3 separate regions of the Sus scrofa genome follow, and all the other regions are linked to region 3. The links are chromatin contacts, called in public HiChIP or PLAC-seq and promoter capture Hi-C maps. All regions are on one chromosome and are shown on one strand. Each heading gives the region's core, a stretch centred on a gene start, on an enhancer-like site or on the middle of the called end of the contact. The rest is flanking DNA. Distances are from core to core; before and after follow the strand shown. Region 1 holds the start of MRPL28 (39S ribosomal protein L28, mitochondrial). Region 2 holds the start of MCRIP2 (MAPK regulated corepressor interacting protein 2). Region 3 holds the start of CAPN15 (calpain-15).

Region 1 (3,242 bases), core at 522-3,021, 120 kb before region 3:
GGGCAAGCCGCAGCAGCATCCCCCGCTTCAGGTCCATCCCGAACTTGGAGCACAGGTCCTCCTTGGGGGTCTGGCAGGAGGCTCCACATGGGACCCGGTGCTTCAGGCAGGGTCCCGCCCCCCGCCCCCTTCAGCCTCCACGCCAGCTGCTGGCAGCACCCAGGCCAGCCCAGCACCCGGGGGCCAGAACAGAGAAAGGTCTGAGAGCAGAGGAGGTGAAGCGGGGCGGCTGCCGCAGCGACGGACTCCCACTGGGGCTGTGGGGGTCGGGGGGACAGGGTGCCGATGACATCTCAGTGGGGACCCCGCTGTCCTTGCCTTGAGGATGTAGAAGTCGAAGCCGCAGGCCTGGTCGATGAGGTCCAGGGTGCGCATGGTCACGGTCACGGTGAACCGCTTGTCCAGGATCTCACTGTAGAGCTCGCGCTGGAACAGCTGCGGCTTCCACACCTTCCTCACTCTCTTGGAGAGCTGAGGGAGCAAGAGGCTTGGTGACATCGGGCCGGGGAGCTGCACCTGTCAGCCTCCACTCGGGGGCCTGGCTGCCCAGAGGTCCGCTTCTCCCCCGACCCTGCCGAGGTGGCAGGGTCACACACAACCGTAACTGCAGGGTCCACGGGGTTTCACGGTCCAAACCAGAGCCTAAGGGCCCAAAGGCCAAGGAGACATCAAAGACACAAATCCCCACCCCGAGGGCTCGGCAGCTCCTCCAGGTTCCCCATCAGAGGCAGCAAGGCACTGGGGGCATCAGGGGCGGACTGGGGTGATCTGCCCCCCGGGTTAGTCTCTCGACCATTCTAAAGGGGGCAGGGCAGTGCCAGCCTTGCCGGTGTCAGGATAGGTGGGGGTGAGGGTGAAGCCGACAGGTCTCCTTAGGCCTCGCCCCCCACCCCCTCTCAAGACTCAGGCCTCCTCCCCATCCTGAAAGGAGCTGTGTCCGCCGGGCCGTAAGCCCTCCTCCCGAGCAGAGTCCCCTTCCTCTCCAGGTACCTCCAGACCCCAGCCGGAGCCGGGCGGCAAGGCCCGGGAGGTACCGCGCCAGCCCGTCCTGCTCGCTCACCTTGTCGTTGTTGACGTATCTGTGACCCAGCACCCAGCCCTCGCCGCCCCACAGCCCCAGCTGGGACTCCGGGGGGTAGTGAACCGGAATGGGCACGTCCTCCACGCGCTCCCGCTGCCAGTTCTTGGGGTTGATCTTGAACTTGGCCCCGTGAGGCCTGTAGTGCACGGGAGTGGGCGTCCGCGCCTCCTCCAGGGAGCGCAGGTAGTGCCGGGGCAGGCGGGAATAGATGCCCTCCCACAGCCGGAGCTGCTTCCACAGGCCGACAGGGACCTTGTGCAAGGGCATCGCGGCGAGGCTGGCGGGAGGCAGGGACCGCGGTCACGCGCGGCGGCCGGACGTGGGACAACACCCTCACCCCGGCCCCGCGCGCAAAGCCGCGTGACTCCCACTGCAAGCCAGGATCAGCCGCGCCAGCCTCCGGAGCCCAGGGCCTCGCCGGAAACGGAAGTCGTGCCGCGGCACCCTGCTCTCCAACCGCCGCTGATTGGCTGCAAGCCAGTCCGTCTACCCAGCTCGTCCCGCCCCCTCTTTGGTCCTTAGGGACCGTGGAAAACTTCCTGCAGAGATGGTGGCAGCCCCAGGGATCGTCGGCAAGTGTGGGGCCGGCAAGAATGGGCCCGTTTCCAGAGGCTTGGCCACCTTCCCTCCTCCCAGAACGAGCGCAGAAAGCAATGCAAAGACTCTTTTTACCTTGAAACATCAGTGTAGAATATTAAATTCATCAATCACAGTGAAATCAGAGCTACAGAAAAATGTCTTCAATGTCTGAAAAAATCCCCCCCCGAAATACCTTATATAAATATTTCCCCATTACAAGCCTGGAGAATGCTACGGTGGCCAAGTGCTGGGTAACTGCGGGTGTGGGAAGCCTCCCGGGAGGCCATATCCTGGATGGGACTCGGAAGGCAAGATGCCAGGTCCAGAGGTGAGAGGGCTGCGGGCCCCCACCCACCCTGGGCTCAGCACCCTCACACTGACAGTGGCCCCCCGCAGCCTACCTTAGGGAGGGCCTCCTGGGGTGGTCAGCAGCCCTTACCCTGCTTTCACCACGAGAGAGGTTAGGCCAGGTCCCCAGGAGCCCCCTCTGCAGACACGTGTTTGAGCGAGGTCAGGGTGGCCGCCGTCCCCTTCTCTTCTCAAGGAGATGCTCACTAGACAAGGGCCCAGGAACCCAGAGGGCAGTGGGGTAGAGTTGGGACAAGGTGTGCCCTGGGAGCCCAGCACTCCCAGAGCATCTTGGAGCCTCCTCTCCACGAAGGCCTCCCAGTTTTGGAGCCAACGTGAAGGGGTAGGGGTGGCCAGCCAGCCAGAAGCCAGCCTTCCCCATGCCCTCGTGGCAGCTAGCCCTTAGGCCACCCAGTGCCATCAGCTCCCTTGGCACGATCGCCCCTTCCCGTGGCAAATGCATCAGCAGGGGGCATCCTGCTGGGGCACAAGGGGTCAAGGAGCCACGCGGCGGCACAGCTACCAGCCTAAGTGCCAGAGCACAGCCTCACACAGGAACAGGGCGACACAGCCATCTTACTCTACGTTTCCCTCCAACCATCTCCAGGCCAGCAGACCACAGGGGCTTCCCCACTTGGTACCTGTGGTCTCCAGGCAGCCAGGGCCAGGCCTCAGGAGCCACTGCAGACACCCGCTGGGCCCTGCAGAGGGACCGGGTAGCTGGCAGCCAGTAGGCATAAGGGAGCTGGGGGTGTGGCCTTGCCTCCGGAGGAGGAGGAAGTGAGAGCACAGCAGTGCAATTTTATTCGGCTGGAAATCCATCTGGACAGGGTACCTCTCCCCTGGTCCTGCCCCTGGCCGGAGAAATCATCAAAGCCGCAGGTGTCCCCAAGCGGGCCACGTCATGTCACTGTGTACAGCTCTTCCTGGCGGTTCCTGCAGATATCATAGTGGCAGGTGAGCTTCTGGGAGCAGGCCCAGGGCTCGGTGTGTTGGTCCCTTGGTGGCAGCAGGAACGCAGCGCTGCCAGCCAGCAGCATGTGCCAGATGCTGTGGGTGTAGTAATAGTTGTCGCTGGTCATCATGGCGGTGTAGATGGCAATGGCCACAGAGGCCATGGCGATGCCAGGCAGGAGGTAGAAGACCCAGCGCTGCCAGGAGGGCGGGTAGCAGCGGCGTCGGCGCCCGCAGCGGTACACCTGGAGGAAAGCACTTGCGTGTCGGCGCAGGGGCT
Region 2 (3,142 bases), core at 578-3,077, 75 kb after region 3:
CCCTCCATGCCCTGCAGAGGGGAGACTGCTGAGGACCAGCTGCTGAGCCAAGAGGGTGCAGGGAGACTAGCAGGTGAGGCACACCCAGGGCCGGCTGGGGCGGTGCTGCCAGGGGAGGCCCAGCTGGGGCAGGAGCACTCACCCCGTAGGTGATGAGCACAGCCTTGGGTTTAAGCAGGTGTCCTGCTGCTCTGAAGAGGCCCTGCGGAGGTGGGAGGCCAGACAGCAGTGAGGAGCTGTCCCCGGGATCCTCCAGGAGCCCTGGGCTCAGGGCTGGAGACTCAGCCTGACCTCCCCGCACCCGCTCCCGGCCCGAATGGCCTGCCTCCCATACGTGCCAACCTGGCACCTAGCTCCCTCCCAGCACATCGCTTCGGCAGGTGGCCCCTAGGTTGTGTGCCCACAGCCCCACAGACCTCGGTGCAGCTCAGGGGGCTGATGTGGATCATGTTGATGCAGAGCAGCAGGTCCAGTGATCGCGGCAGGATCCCACCCCACTGCTCCCAATCCCAGGTCACGTCCAGGTACAGCGGGGCCTTCACGTTGGTTAGGCCCTGGGCCAGAGCCGTGGCCGAGATACTGCAGAAGGGCAGCCCGTGGGTGGCAGTGGCCTGGGCAGCCTTTCTGAGCCCCTGCACCCCCACTCAGGAGATGCTTGGAGGAATCACAAAGGCATGCGAACCATGGCAGCGGGACGGGGCCCACTTTCACCCCCGGGGTCCCGCCTTCCCGCCACACCTGTCCAGGCAGCGCTGATCCACGTCTGACGGCTGCCACTCGGCGTGCGGGAAAGCCCGCGCGAAGTGGGCTGCATGCTGGCCGGAGCCCGAGGCCACCTCGAGCACGCGGACGCCGCGCTGAGTCGGGTCCACATACTGCCGCAGCACGTGAAGGATGGGCTCCTTGTTCCGCTCGGCGGCCGCCGCCACCAGCATGGTTTCAGTCCTGCGGCCTGGGGCCCTAGTGACGATGCAGTCCCGCGCCGCTGGGCGCGTCTGAGACCCGCCCGCCGCGCAGCCGCCGCCCGCCCCACCCCGGGAAAATGAGCACAGGCGTCGCGCCTTAAAGGGCGCGCAGCGCGCGGGGGCTTCTGGTGAGGGTCTGGGCTAGAGTTTGGGTCATTGCTTTGCAGGAGCCCAAAAGCTCAGCACCCTCTGGCCGTGGCTGTCCTAGCATTTTCATAGAGCTCATTGTTCCAAAATTGTCTTGTTCGTGTCGCACCAGAATGGATGCTTCTCTCTCGTCTTTTTTTTTTTTTTCCTTCTCTTCTTCATTAATCTTTTTAGGATCAGAGTCCATTTTTTGAGATGGTGGGAAAAAAACACCGGAGAAAGAAAAGCCTGCGCCGCCCGGGAATCGAACCCGGGTCGCAAGAATGGGAATCTTGCATGATACCACTACACCAGCGGCGCTGTTGCTTAAAGGTTTCTCCCAGAGACTTAGGAGATTGTGACGCAAATCCCCTCCCCCCCTTCACCCCGCCGAGCCGGCTCCGCTCGCGCAGAGACATCAGAGTGCACGCGCCTCCGCCGCGCCCGCAGCAGGAGCAGGAACACCGGGCTTGACCGGGGATCTCGCGGTACCGTTTGGGCACCCGGCCCTCAAGGAGACGGAGTGGGGCTGAGGTTTTATGGACGCCTGGAGCGGCGTTCGCGCCTTGAAAACCATGGCAACTGAGGCATTCCGGAAGTTGTGAGGGCGGGGCTTCGTGGGTGGGCGGGTCTGTGCTTGGCAGGGCTCACGGGTGGGTGGGGCTCTGGACGGGGCGGGCCCGACCTGAAGGAACTGAGCTTGCGCGGCTCCAGGGTCTGTGACGCTGAGGTGACCCGCGCGCGCCCAGGGTTTTTCGCCGATGCTGCGAGGGGCCGGCGACCTCTGAGTCAAGGGGGAGGCCGACTTGTTGTGTCCAAAGATGCTTCGCTGCTCGGCTTCTCGGGGCCCAGGTCTCAAGCAGGCTGTTGACAGGCGGAAGGCCATGCCCCGCCGTCGGCGTAGCTCCTCTCCCTTGCTGGGCGTTTTTTCTCGCACGAGACCCCCGCCTCGCCGCAGCCGCCGTCGCTCCGGCGAGCGCTCTGTGGACGGCCCCCGGGATGGGCCGTGAGCCTCGGGTTGCTGTCAGGGGGGCGTGCAGGGTGGCGACAGGGGCCTGTGAGCGTGGTCCGACCGGGAGAAGGATCTTGCAGCTCAGGGAGGTGACGCGCTGTGGGGGTGGCCGGTCTGGACGCACCTCCGGGGACGGTTCCGCCCAGTGGGCGGGCTTCCAGGCCTCCGGACCGCGCCTTTGGCCTTTCTCCTTAAGGCCCTTTTTCCGGCTTTCCCGCTTCAGGGCACTGAGCTCTCCAGACCCTTTCCTCACCCTCCGCCTCGCCTCCCGTGTGTTGGCCGAGCACCTTGTCTGTCTCAAGGTGGAGACGAGGTATCCCTCGGTGTGACTCCCTGCCCACTGCTGATGACCCGTGGTCACCTGAGGCCTCAGCACCCAGGTCCCCCAGCCCTCCTCGCCCCCTCAGGAGGCACCAGATTTCCTGGGGGCTTCACATGGCACTCTTGGGCATGGGCCATGCTGTGATATTGTCATAGAGTACGAATTAGCTATTCGGCCTTTGTCCTGGCTCCTGGGACAGCGCTTTGAAAATTCTGGAGACTTCCCGAGTGATGAGATTGAGAGGAGCAGAGTTCCTGTCTTGCTCAGTGGGTAACCACGAGGGTGCAGGGTCGATCGCTGCCCTTGCTCACCGGGTTAAGGGTGAGCTGCCGTGCCGTGTGGGTCGCAGACTCGGCTCGGATCCCGTACGGCTGTGGCTGTGGTGTAGGCTGGCAGCTGCAGCTCCACTTCGACCCCTAGCCTGGGAACCTCCATAATGAGATGGGTATGGCCCTAAAAAGAACCAAAAAAAAAAGAGGAGGGGAGGGGCCTGAGACCCACAGATTTCCTTGCTTCCCCCATGTTGTGTGGGCTGCTTGAGGAAGTGGGCAAAGGCCCAGCAGTGTCTTCCATTTACCAGCCCTGGACCTCAGGTGGCCCTCTGCCCGCCACCCTCGTCACCCTGGAGGCATCGCTCTGGACTGGACACTGTGTGACCTGACGCACACCTTCCACACTCACGGAGCTCAGAGCCTGGGACGGGAGCAGCTGGACACG
Region 3 (3,161 bases), core at 224-2,723:
ATGCAAGCAGGGCAGTGCCAGGCCACTGCCCAGGAAGCGCTTCCTGGAGAGCTGCTCACAGAAGGGGCCCAGGTGGAGGTGCCCAGAGTGCGGGAGGGACCTGTGCCGCTCATGTCCCAGCCCAGAAGCAGTCTGGTGGAAGTCCCCCAGGGCAGATCCTGTCTTGACCAGGGCCCTGCCCCTCCCTGGAAGGAGATGCTCCTGCTCTCTCCCTACTCCCTAGCACTGCAGCGGGCTGGAAAGAACCTCGCCCATCAGGTCTCACGGCTCACCTTTGGCCGTTTTTCTCGTCGGCTCACCTTTGGCCGTTTTTCTTGTCGGGAGGTTATAGGGCTGTGGACACCACCTCTGACCCAGCTGCCTCAGGCAGTGCACAGGGAAAGGGCCTGGGAGGGAAGGGGACCTGCAGTCACTGAGCCACCAGCGGGACTTGGCCCTTGAAGGCAGAAGGGGACCGCAAACCACTCTCCTTGAATCTCTTGGTAGAGGGGGCTTTGCTTCTGTGTTTCCTGCGTGGCTTGTGCCCTTTCCGGCTCCCCAAGCTCCTCTGAATGCCAGGGCCCCCGGAGCTCCGCCCTCTGAATCCCCACTCCCCACTGCAGCCTCGCCCTGCTTCAGTTGCTGCGGTAAAACCGCTGACACCGATCCGTTTTTCCGAGGGTCTTGCTGCCTCCCGGGCACTTAGGCGACGCAGGGCGGGGGTCCTGGAAGCAGCGCCTACCCTCAGTCCGCGGCTGCTGGGTATGAGAGTGACCTCAGACTACCCAAAGTGCAGGGAAAGGCTCTGAGCAAACAGGGCCGGGTTCTGCTCGGAGGCCCCCCCGCGGCTTCCTCCCTGCCTGGCGCTGGGCTGCGCGTGTGCCTCACTCCGTCCTTCCAGCGGCTCGGGGATACTGGTTCCCCGATGGCCCAGAAGAAACTGGAGCTCTGGCAAGCAACCTGCCCGGGTCACAGAGAGTGGCGCGGCCGTGGTCAGCGCAGGTCGATCCCAGCGAAACCGAAACAGGACCGGGAAGCCCTTGCGGGCCGGAAGAGGCAGACAAGTCGAGAGGGGACCCGGGAGGGAGGGGGCGGTTCTGCGAGCAGGCCCAGCGCAGCGCAGGGGCCCGGGAGGGGTCCGGGGCCGCAGCCCCTCGCCGCCCGGCACAGCAGCAGCCGGAAGCGCCGCGACCGGGGCGGGGGGGTGTGAAGCCCCGCCCCTCCCTACCGCGCCGGGCACTCTGGGAGTTGTAGTCCCGGTCGCGTCCACGGCACGCCGTGCCTCCCGTTTTCCGGCTCGGGCGCCTACCTCGGCGCTCGCGGTCGGCTCGGCCCGGGAAGTCGGAGGGCGCCAGTCGAGGCGGCTGAGGGCCACCGCCCCGGACTCCGCCTCCCGGCCTGCCTCGCGCGCCGCGCCGCCTTGTGGGAGCGGTAGTCCGGGCGCGCGATTCACAGCGCCGCGTGCGCCCCGGGCGCGCCGTAGCCTTGGGGCCCCGGCCGGGCGCTACGCTACGGAGGCGGCGCAGGGAGAGGCGCGGGCCGGGCCGGGCCGGGTCGGGCCGGGTCGAGACGCTTGCCGGTTCCGCCACTCAGCGCGGGAGGCCGTCGGGGCAGCGCGCCGGCGGCAGAGGGCCCGCCTGCCCTCCGAGAACAAGTTGTGGGCCGACCGGCGCAGGCGAGCGGGCCCGGGCCGCGGGGACTGAGAAGGCGCCGCGGGGTTGCGGAGGTGAGTCTCGCCGCCCGGGCCGGGCCGGGCCGGGCCGGGGGGAGCGGCCTGGCCCCTCGTGGGGCCGGGACCGGCGGGCGGCGCCCCCTGGGCATTGGTCCGGCACGACCGGGCTGGGGACGCTGCCCGAGGGAGAAGCCGGCGGGACCTGGGGGACCAGACAGCGAGAGACCAGCCAGGGTGCTGTGGACACAGGAGGCGGCCTGAACCTTTCCTGCCCTTGAGTGCCCTTATCTCCGGGCAGTGTCCCGTCCCCGGCTGCGTTCGGGATGTGTCCCGCGGTGGCCCCGCGGAGTGGGAGCGCGGGCGCGCCTTGTGTGCCCACTGGCCGGCCACCACAGTTCGTTCTCCCGTCCCTCTCCTGGCGCTGGAGCGAACCGAGAAGTTTTCCACAGGGGCCCTGAGAGGATTTGCCAGGCTGCACGGCGACCCTTCACGCTCTTCTTGCTGCCCACAAGAGGGGCTCTTCTGGTCCTCACCAGCGCACCCCTGTTGTGTGGTCAAGTGACTGGGCTTGTTTGGAGGAGGTGGGGGCGCCTCCTAACACGCAGGAATTTGGGACCAGACTGCAACCACAGGATCCCAGTGAGTCCAGGCCTGGGAGTTTGGGGTCCGGTGGCTCTGAGCGGCCGTGTCCTGGGGGGACACGGGCCTCCGCCGAGTGCTAAGTAGGTTCGCACCCCTCCTGGGAGCCCCTCCCCTGTCCCGGCCTGGGGGCTGTGTGAGCCACCGTCAGGAGGGTGCCCCTGATCCCCTTCTGCCGCTAGAGGCTGGGCTGCCCTAGGAGGTGGGGTAACGCGATCCTGCCATTTCTGGGTGACTTTCTCGAGTGCGGGGAGAGGCTAGTGTTTCCCTGGCCCAAGTCCCTGGGGAGGCCCCCGTGGACTGGGAACCCCGAGCCTGGCTGCTGGGAGTGGGTCTTGCGAGAGGTTGGGCTCGACTGATTTCCTCTCAGGTCCTTCTGCTCCTGGCAGGAGCTCCCCTCTTCCCTTCTGCAGCTGCTTCCCCTGAGCAGACAGGCTGGTGACCCCGTGACCTACTGAGAGCCAGGCTTAACCCCCGCCCCGCCACGCTGGGCCCAGGGCTCAGTGACTGCCTGGCTTTAGACAGGGACCTTCCGTCTTGGATCCCGTTTCTCTCCTTTGAGCCGCCCAGACCCAGGACTCTGAGGGCAAGAGGCGGAGGGCCCTGCAGTCCTGCCCCCCAGGGGTGGCTCGGAGCCCTGCCCTTCTTGACGGTGGGCTCTGCTGGAGGCCCTGCACCCAGCTCTCTGGACCCGTCTCTTGGGCCGCACTCTGCGGAGCACCTCCTCACGGAGGCCATGGGGCGGCCGTGGCTGCTGGGGCCGCGCGTCCAGGTCTGGGTCGCTGACTGTTCACCTCGTGTACATGGAGTTGGGAAGAAGGACTCAGCTGCCCTAGAAATCCGCAGAAACTGTGGCTCCTTCATGGGTCTT

The links. Promoter capture Hi-C pulls out the DNA fragments that hold promoters and counts their contacts. HiChIP or PLAC-seq counts read pairs in DNA pulled down with a chosen protein or histone mark.
Region 1: a promoter capture Hi-C map of fetal liver shows a contact between it and region 3, with 3 times the contacts expected there. The contact joins the promoter of MRPL28 here to the promoter of CAPN15 in region 3. A contact is called at or near these places in 2 of 5 promoter capture datasets (fetal liver and liver), 7 of 47 Hi-C or Micro-C datasets (alveolar macrophages, embryonic fibroblasts, liver and 3 more) and 1 of 2 datasets of contacts at active chromatin or transcription factors (alveolar macrophages).
Region 2: a contact with region 3 is called in an H3K27ac HiChIP or PLAC-seq map of alveolar macrophages. The contact joins the promoter of MCRIP2 here to the promoter of CAPN15 in region 3. A contact is called at or near these places in 4 of 47 Hi-C or Micro-C datasets (epiblast stem cells, heart right ventricle, liver and 1 more) and 1 of 2 datasets of contacts at active chromatin or transcription factors (alveolar macrophages).

What each region holds. Positions count from the first base shown.
Region 1 is chr3:41,328,941-41,332,182 of Sscrofa11.1, reverse strand. It overlaps MRPL28 (39S ribosomal protein L28, mitochondrial), which reads right to left and starts at 1,771. Exons shown (of 5, transcript XM_005655127.3): 1 at 1,061-1,771; 2 at 319-471; 3 at 1-70. The coding sequence starts at 1,348. TMEM8A (transmembrane protein 8A) reads right to left here. Exons shown (of 12, transcript XR_002342470.1): 11 at 2,100-3,207; 12 at 1,753-1,828.
Region 2 is chr3:41,132,134-41,135,275 of Sscrofa11.1, reverse strand. MCRIP2 (MAPK regulated corepressor interacting protein 2) reads left to right here and starts at 1,827. Exons shown (of 7, transcript XR_002342465.1): 1 at 1,827-1,943; 2 at 3,006-3,142. It overlaps METTL26 (UPF0585 protein C16orf13 homolog), which reads right to left and starts at 1,030. Exons shown (of 6, transcript XM_021086912.1): 1 at 739-1,030; 2 at 417-579; 3 at 143-202. The coding sequence starts at 935. TRNAG-CCC (a tRNA gene) reads right to left here and starts at 1,412; the gene lies at 1,342-1,412.
Region 3 is chr3:41,206,922-41,210,082 of Sscrofa11.1, reverse strand. It overlaps CAPN15 (calpain-15), which reads left to right and starts at 1,473. Exons shown (of 13, transcript XM_021086917.1): 1 at 1,473-1,705.